2 separate regions of the Hordeum vulgare genome follow, and region 1 is linked to region 2. The links are chromatin contacts, called in public Hi-C maps. All regions are on one chromosome and are shown on one strand. Each heading gives the region's core, a stretch centred on a gene start, on an enhancer-like site or on the middle of the called end of the contact. The rest is flanking DNA. Distances are from core to core; before and after follow the strand shown.

Region 1 (4,446 bases), core at 27-2,526, 150 kb before region 2:
CCACGGGAACAGTCGACGTACGTGGGCCTGCTACGGGCCTCCTTAGGTTGGCTGCACCGCCTCTCGGGCCCCTCCTCCGCTCACGATCCACGGGTGCCCTGCGATCATCAACCAATTTTGTTCAGATGATTGAGATATAAAAAGTTGGATATGCCAAACGCAGCGGGGTCTATGCTTCCGATCTACGTAGAGGAAGAATCCGATGTGGTATAGGGGCGGGGGCTTACGGATGACTTGGTCGGCGGAGAACCTTCGGGAGACGTCGCGGCACATCATGCGGCGCATCAGGTCCTTGGCCAGCGGCGACACCCCGGAGAACAGCCTCGGCGGGAACCTGGGGCTGCCGCGCAGCACGGCGGCGAACACGTCCGACGCCGTCTCGCCGCTGAAGGGCAGCGCGCCGCCGGTGAGGAGCACGTACAGGACCACCCCGGCGCTCCACACGTCCGCCTTCTCCCCGTACTCGCCGCCCGCCACCACCTCGGGCGCCACGTAGTGCGGCGTGCCCACCAGCCCCCGCGCGCCCTCCCCGCCGCCCACCAGCGCCGCCGACCCGAAGTCCGCGAGCCGGGCGCGCACGGGCCCGCCTTCGCCGTCGCCGCAGGCGTCGAGGAGCACATTGTCCGGCTTGACGTCGCGGTGCGCGACGCCGCGGCGGTGGCAGACGGCGAGGGCCTCGGCGAGCTGCGCGGCCACGGCGGCGGCCTCGGGCTCCGGGACGGGCGCGCCCTGGCGGAGGCGGACCCAGTCGAGCAGGTCGGGCCCGGCGCACAGGTCCATGACCATGTGCGTCCACGCATCGTCCTCGTACACCGCGTGCACCTGCACGACGCCGGGGTTGCCCGCGGCGGCCAGCTGCGCCAGCTTGGGCTCCAGCTCGGCCAGGCCGCGGTCCAGGTCGTCGGCGAGGAGCGAGCGGTCGACCGACTTGACAGCGTAGAGGTCGCCGGTGGAGCGGGACGCGCAGCGGCGGACCACGCCGAAGCGGCCGCGCCCTACCTCCTCCCCGATCTCGTAGTCCCGGTTGAGTTCCTCACTCATGGGCAGATCTGTTGTTTTTCTTTTTTTTCTATCTCGCGGTATATCTTTGGAGGGATAGTTGGTTCGAGACCCGGTGGCCGCCTATTTAACGGAGCGCCCCAACCTCGGGCTGCCGCCGAATATCCGGATCCTGCTCGACCGGACCATATTCCAGTTTTACCCTCGTGTTAATACTAGTACAAATACAATACGTACCCGTAATCTTATCTAATCCTATCACAATTGCAATGTAATTAGTCGACGGATGCATTAGGATCAGCTGGAGTCAAGCAGTCAGCAAACTGCATGACTAATTTACCTGAGTCTTTGTCAAACACTTCATTATTTCCTCATAGTACTACTTCATTATTTTACGAACCAGGACATCGTCGTCATTACAATGAACATGTGCCTAGCTAATGTTCTCGACAAGATTCCATGTCGATCCGATGCATAATTTACCTGCATTCATAACTATCAGTCGTGCTGCACAACGACGTCCTCCACGTGGAACAGAACAAGTGCACGGCCGCAGCGGAGCGGGGAAGTAGCAAGCCGCCACGTCGACGTCGACGGCCGCGCTGCAAACCACAGGACGGCTGTGCGCTTCGCGCTCCGCCACCGTAGCGTCACAAACAGTGGCGGCTTTTGGCAAAAGCTTCGGCCGTCTCCGGCGGTGGGTCCTCCCGCTCCGGCGGTAGTCCACACGTACGTACGTCTCGCCGGACCTCCCTCCGGCCCGCCTCCGCCGCGTGCAGGGACGTGGCCGCTAGCCCCGCCCCGCCGTGACGGGAACGGGGGATAAAGTGGGACCCGCACATCCGTTTCTGATAGGATCACGTAGTTATATAAGCCATCTACCCCCTACGCCTCTAACGTATCTGTCGCCACGGAGAATATAATTCGAAGGTCTGCACTTGACACTGAATACCTTTTGCTGGGAATGCGATTCCGTTTTCCTTTTTCAAATCGCATGTGGCGTTGTGGACTGGTTCACACGGAGTAGTTTAGTTGGCACTGCCTCGTCCTGGAACATAAGCAGATACGGAGATCGGCTTCGAATCTTCATACCATTTCCTGGCACATTGTGTTTGTGCTCGGGTATTTTGTGTGGAAATGCTGATAAGAAACTCGGGTTATTCTTTTGAGTTCTATCCGAGCATATGCCGTTTAAGATCCATTTGGGTAAACCACTTGCCATCAGTGTATTCAAAAGATTTATAAAGTCAATGTTAGCGCATTTGTCTTCGTGCCATGCCATCTAATGGAGTGTTTGGCTGTGCTTATTATTAGCTTTTGCTCTTTGGCTTAAAAGGCAAAAAAAAAAAAACTATTTATGATCTTTTGCCTTTTGACGTATGACTTAATATAGTTGCATCATGGTATAAGTCAAAACTCCACATGCAAAGGCTAGCGAGTAGCAAAAAAAAACATGCAATGGCTAGCAGGTGGCTAATCACGGGGAAATGCCCAAGCCAATGATATCATCGGATTAAAAGCTGATTTCGGTATGAAAAATGTTTCATAACTCAAACCATTTGTCTAACCCGTAATCCGATTATTGGTTTATATAGACAAGACTTTTAATGCTAGATCACGTGTCAATATGTTCCAATAGTAGTTACTTTTAAGATATTCAACTCATTGAAAATCACGAAATCCCAGAAATACGAGAATATGAAAAGACAAAACAAATATATGCCTGCATAGATCGTCAGGGTCATCGAAATCCGCAAGTTCATACCATGACATATATCAAGTGAATCATTTGAATACCCCAATGTCACTACGGATATCCGCGTGCAAGACATACATCAAGTGTTTTCAAACCAAAATATGCAATCCAATCATTTGAAATACCATGTATAGGTAGGCATGGTGGGCCCTCATGGAAGAAACTTCGCTCAAGGATTTGGATGCACAAGTAGTATCTCCACTTAGTACGAAGTTTTGGCTAGCAAAAGGTTCTAAACAAGTGCCAAACATCGGAGGATCCATAACAATATAACTTCTATGCAAATATACCCAAACATAACCATTGATCAATTGTCCGACTTCAACTATTTGATCAAGGTTGGAAATAATTGATGGGTATTCACAATCATAAAATATGTCCAAGATAATATATTTGTATGTGAAAGTTCTCTTTCTCATACTAATCATTCATGAATTGCTTGTATGACCAATTTGATGATTGTCAAACTTCAACGGATTTTACTTTCTAAAGCGAATGTGCAACTACTACAAAGCATAAAGCACATTGATAATTTTAGATTTATTGTATTTCATTCATTCACAATTTACTCTTATGATATAAGTGAAGCACAAGAGTAAACATCAAACTACTTGAAAGCACAATTGCTCGCTATGGTTGTTTTGATAATTGATCACAACATATGCATCACTGGACTAATATGTTTATCCAAGTATGTTTCAGAAAGGTTCAAAAGATGCTTTGGCTAAAGGCTAATGTGGAGATGCCCCTTGATGCAAGAAAGGAATAAGATTGACTCAAGCTTCAAGCTAGAAGACTCTTCATTTTATATTTGTGAAAATCACTTTTGAGTCCATAGGAAAGCCAATACTATTAAAAGGGGGCGAGGTATTAAAACGAACTGGTTTCTCAAGTGCTCAAAGTTAGCCACCAAAATACTCATTCATTTTTCCCACATAACCATTCTGTACAATACCACACACTCAAAATCGGTGCCACCAACTTTCCCATTTCGGCGCCACCGTGTTTGATCTCAGACAGAACCCTAGCCATTCCCACCAAATCGGTGCAACCGAAACCATGCCGGTGCTACCGAGTTTAGGTGACCAACTTTCTGTTGCCTTGGTACACAAAATCTGAATTTCCGAGTTTGAGTATCGGTGTCACCGAGTTGTGTCATCTGATCGTTAGCCACCTTTTCGGTGCCACCGAGTTGTGTATATCGGTTCCACCAAGATTCAAAAGTTGCTGCCTTTAGTGCCAGTCGGTACCACCGAGTTTATGACTTCGGTGTCACCGAGTTTTCCACTTTAGGTGTAATGGTTGGATTTTGTGTGCTGCCTATATATACCCCTTCACCCACCTCTCATTCGTGGGAGAAGCACTTCGAACACACACTTCATTCCCAGATCCATTTTATGAGAGAGAGCCACCTACTCATGTGTTGATACCAAGATATTCCAATCCAATCATTTGAAACTTGATCTCTAAGCTCCCGAAGTTGCTTTCCACCAAATCAATCGCTCCTACCCATGCCTATTCTGTGAGAGAGTGATTTTGTATTGAGGAGACTATCTTTAGAAGCACAAGAGCAAGGAGTTCATCGTTCTACCACATCTATTACCTTTTGGAGGGTGGTGCCTTCTAGATTGGTTAGGTGTCGCTTGGGAGCCTCCTACTTCGTGTTGTGGAGTGGAACCAAGATGTTTGTA
Region 2 (4,365 bases), core at 1,679-4,178:
TGCCACCATGCTACTAATTCACTTTCACAGAATACTAGACAAGTAAAGAATATATAATGAAATGAAATTTTACCTGCCATATTTCCACGGGTTTTACAAGCCAAGCTGTCCACCAGTCCCAGGGTTTAAGGGGACCTAGTGTGTAGTGAATAACTCTAAGTTCCTTCTCATCAACCATCCACTACACCATAAGTTAGATCATGAGTCCCAAACAAAGCACCATGCTCTATATAACTCATGTAACTAACATCTAAAGGGCACCCAAAAAAGCTTCGGTTTTGTACTTTTATGAGCACGAGACAACAAATGGGTATAAGAACAAAATTGTCTTTTATGATATCGGTGACCTTCTTCCATACATTCAAAATACTAAAACAGGACTTGCATACCTTACTGGAATCTATTTCTTTGCAGGGACAAGGTTTAAATAACATGGAACACAGTGTTAAATGGCATAAGTTTTTTACATAGAACATAAGATGAGGCACATGCAGTATCAAGTTTGCAAAAAGGTCATAATTTAGTCAGATAAATACCAACATGTTAGGCATTATCAGTGCACATAAAGAATATTACCTTGTTAGCTAGCATGTAAAGACCAACATCAGCATTATACAAGGTAGAAAGGCGCTGTGTCTCTGGTTCAGGTGTTAAAGGTGAGTCTGGCTCATATACGCGGGAGTTAGCAAAATCAGCATAATACGAATTAAGAAAACCTTGATCCCCTGCATTGATTAATTCAACATCCCTATTAAGTACAGCGTATAAAATCAACAACAATGCTAAATATAATCATCAAAGGACCAAAATAACTTCCAACTCGGCATCATATATATCCTCCCAAAACCATGGAAGTGTCGAGCTGTTGCAAATATATACTGTTGGAATAAGTTTCCATAGATTATTTTCCACGATTATCGTATGGCCCTCCTCTATCTTGAACATACCCAGCAAGGGAACAGGTTTTGATATTGAGGGGGTTGAGGGAGGTAGTAGTGTCCATGACATTGAGCATGACGAGGAATCATAAGAAGATGTGTCTACTCTACGAGCAGGTTCTGCAGCCACAAGCTGTTAACACCTGAAAGTATTGATGGTGTGTATGAACTGCAAGTTGGGATTTTTTGCAGAGGATGGGAGGATTGCCCTGGTGTTGCCACTCTAAACTTGAAAAGAGGACCTGACAATGCATGCAAAAGACTAACAAATCATCACAAACGCTGGTCAAAACAGGCCAAAGAGAGCTGAGGGCTGAAAATTTTCAGGTGTGATTGCAAGGTGGTGGATGTGCAACTGTCTATTATGAAATAACTTCTGTCTACATGCACTAACATGTCAAGTCTATGAAAATTAACACACTGAAGAGAATAATTGTTTACTTTACATTTTGAAAGTGTGAGAGCAAAGTCTCTAAAAACTTAACCCGTATGAAAAAAAAATCTTATATAATTAGTCTCTTCCATTTACGTAAACACGGTGGGTTTCAAGTTTATTGCACAAGAATTCTTTTATTATATTGACTAGCATGCACCAAAATTTAATAGTTGCGAGCAAACTGTTCACAGCCAATCGGCTTGTGTTCTCCAAACAATTGCCTGAATATAATAGGAAAAGAAGTGCATTGACCTCCAGTGTAGGAAGGCAATCGGTCTACTTGGCTAATCATATCCTTGAAAACAGTTTCAGATGGCTCCACAACCATCACTCCAGAATTCATTCTTTCAGAATGCTTCAAGTTCCCACAGAACTTCCCACACTTGAAAACATCCTCGATACTTTTTACAACTACAGTATCTGCATCAAGATAAACAACTGGGAGAACAACAACCTTTTAGAATAGTAACACAAAATTATGAGACGAAAGAGATGTCAGAAAAATAAATACTTTTGAAGAACAAAAAATATTATTGTTGTTTCAAAATAGATGGCTGTAGCCCTGCTCATTCAGTTCAGAGTAGAGTTTAGTAATATAATTATCATTTTGAAACAGATGGACTTGATGGCGGAAATAAAGAAGCAAAATTGCTTAAATTATTACCCAAACTTACCTTTTTTGTAGCTTGTCATGTTGAATATCTTTAGCTTTGTGTAGACACCCCAAAACCTCGTTGGTCTCACTTGGTTAGGATTAGCCAGTAAAGTTATACGATTCACGATCCAACCATCAGCCTAGAATGTATCTAATGTTAGATTCAATACGGATTCGTTTGGAACATACATGGAAGCAACTTTGCAGGTAAAAAGATTAACAAATAATGTTCATTGTTGTGTGGCATCTTCTCAGGTGATTTCTTGAGGAATCTTCTGAACTAATACAGTCTATAATGAAAAAACTTTCATCCAGGTCCAAACCATTCTGCACGAATCTATCAGAACCCATGATGCATTTTGTGCGCTGAGATCGCAACGAGCACCCATAAACTCCTCCTGCCTCTCAGTTTCAACAAAATTTTAACTTGAACCCCACGCAGCTCTGAGCCAAAGCTGCTACTACTTCACGGAAGCACACTTAAGCTACCGGTAAATTGGTGGGGGTGGGTTTATCATTCCGCAAACCTCGAGGAGCCCCCGCGAGTACTCGGAGACGCCGTCGGAGACGAGCACGACCATGTCGCGCCGCGTGCCGGTGTCGCGGATGGACTTGCCCAGGACGCGCACGCCGAGGACGAACTCGTCGCCGTAGAGCAGCGTGACGTATGCCTCCTCCGTCGCCGCGGCCGCGGCCGCGCCGGCGAGCAGCGCCGCCGCGACGAGGGCGGCCAGCAGGGGCAGCCCGGACGGCGACGATCCCATCGGGGCCTCGCCTTCGGCCCGCGCGGGATCTCGCCTTCGGAGCGGAGCTGCTCGGGATCGGCTCTCTGGCTTGTCCGGTGCTATTGTGATCTTCCCATGGCGATGGTGATGGAGATGTGTTCGGTCAGTCAAATGAGTTCATCCGGTTTGGACTTGTCAGGGCGGCTCATACGGCGGTCGTCGATGCTGGATCGAGGAAACGAGCCTTAGTGGGCCATAGCTGGGCCATCAGGCTCGGCCTCCCAGCCCATTCGGCCCGCTTTCGCTGCAGAAGCAGTTCACGGCCTCCTCTGAAGAACAAGAAAAACTCACACGGCGACGCATGCGACCGAAGAGGAGTTGGAGTCCCCGCCCTCAGCGACCGGCTAACCCACATCCCTTCCCGCTGCCGCCTCGCCGCCGGCAGCCGGCCGCCGTCTCGGTCTAACCGGCCGGCCCAAAGGAGGAAGACGAGGCGAGTCCTCACGGCGTCGCGCCCCCATGGACATACTCGTAAGCGCGGCAACCTTACCTCGCAATCATTTATCCCTACTCCCCATGCGCCGCAGTTCCCCCCCGGTTGATTTCCTCTCTTATCTTCCGCAGGAGAAAATTCGCGGAGGCGGCGACAAACCGGCCGGGATGGAGACGCCCCGGAAGCCGGAGTCCTGGGTGGAGATTTCAGAGTCCGTCTCGCGGCTCTGCAGCTTCGACGCCGGCGGGGGCGGGGGCGTATCTGTAAGCCTTCTAGGAGTACATTTTCCCCTTGTGATTTCTAGTTTTATCTGGCATCTCAAATGGTAAAATTGACTTGGTGTGAGAATAGCAATGTGCCTGTTCGACCTTGTTGTCACTTCTGAACTTTAAACAGTTATTATCGACCTACTGCAATTTCAGCAGTGCCCAGATAAACAATGAATCTTGGAGCTAACTCGCTCGAAGAAGGTAGTATAAACGATAACTACACTGCTAGGATGCTTCAGTTTATACAATAGCACAGTATCTAATTTGTAGCACTAGTTCATCTTTGTCCTGAGTGTTATTTCAATTTGCTTTCTATGTTTACCCAGGGGTAAGGGTTATCTTTTCAAAGAATCTATCGTGAAGAATTTATTCCATTTTATTAAATATCGCTAATTAGTGGAAAACCTAAAGAGCTACCAAAGGTGGGATGCAGCCTCTCCCTGGGTCAAGTGAGAGGACAGGGCAGAGAAGATCTCGGTTGTTCTTAACAGCGATATCTATTCATTTAACTCTTCAGGTAGATTTCCTTTACGTAATATATTCAGGTGGTTGAGGGGCTTTCCCCTCCTCCCCCGGTGAAAAGTTCAAAAAAAAGAAAAAACTCTTCAGGTAGAATCACCAGATCTTCAACAAGGTTGTAATACAACTGGCACATCACATATGAGATGAGAAGTCGAGTTTAAACACTCGTAACTCCAAGCACAATCATGAATCATCCATCTCAATCCAAAAATCTCTATTTCCATTTTGAATACAATGACATACCCTTGCCGCGTGATTGTGTAATTGATGGGACATGTTATACATCGTATATTCGTATGACCCTTTGTTCTAATAATACAAATGGAC

What was found. A called contact is a pair of places that touch in the nucleus more often than the background predicts.
Region 1: a Hi-C map of leaf shows a contact between it and region 2, with 2.7 times the contacts expected there. The contact joins the promoter of LOC123427248 here to the promoter of LOC123427246 in region 2. A contact is called at or near these places in 2 of 6 Hi-C or Micro-C datasets (leaf and seedling).

Annotation. Positions count from the first base shown.
Region 1 is chr2H:559,979,395-559,983,840 of MorexV3_pseudomolecules_assembly, reverse strand. LOC123427248 (phosphoenolpyruvate carboxylase kinase 1-like) reads right to left here and starts at 1,276. Exons shown (of 2, transcript XM_045111248.1): 1 at 228-1,276; 2 at 1-98. The coding sequence starts at 1,041. The coding sequence ends at 43.
Region 2 is chr2H:559,827,365-559,831,729 of MorexV3_pseudomolecules_assembly, reverse strand. It overlaps LOC123427246 (inositol phosphorylceramide glucuronosyltransferase 1-like), which reads right to left and starts at 2,928. Exons shown (of 10, transcript XM_045111246.1): 1 at 2,557-2,928; 2 at 2,049-2,169; 3 at 1,627-1,812; 4 at 577-725; 5 at 74-181. The coding sequence starts at 2,793. It overlaps LOC123427247 (protein root UVB sensitive 2, chloroplastic), which reads left to right and starts at 3,099. Exons shown (of 10, transcript XM_045111247.1): 1 at 3,099-3,285; 2 at 3,379-3,510. The coding sequence starts at 3,274.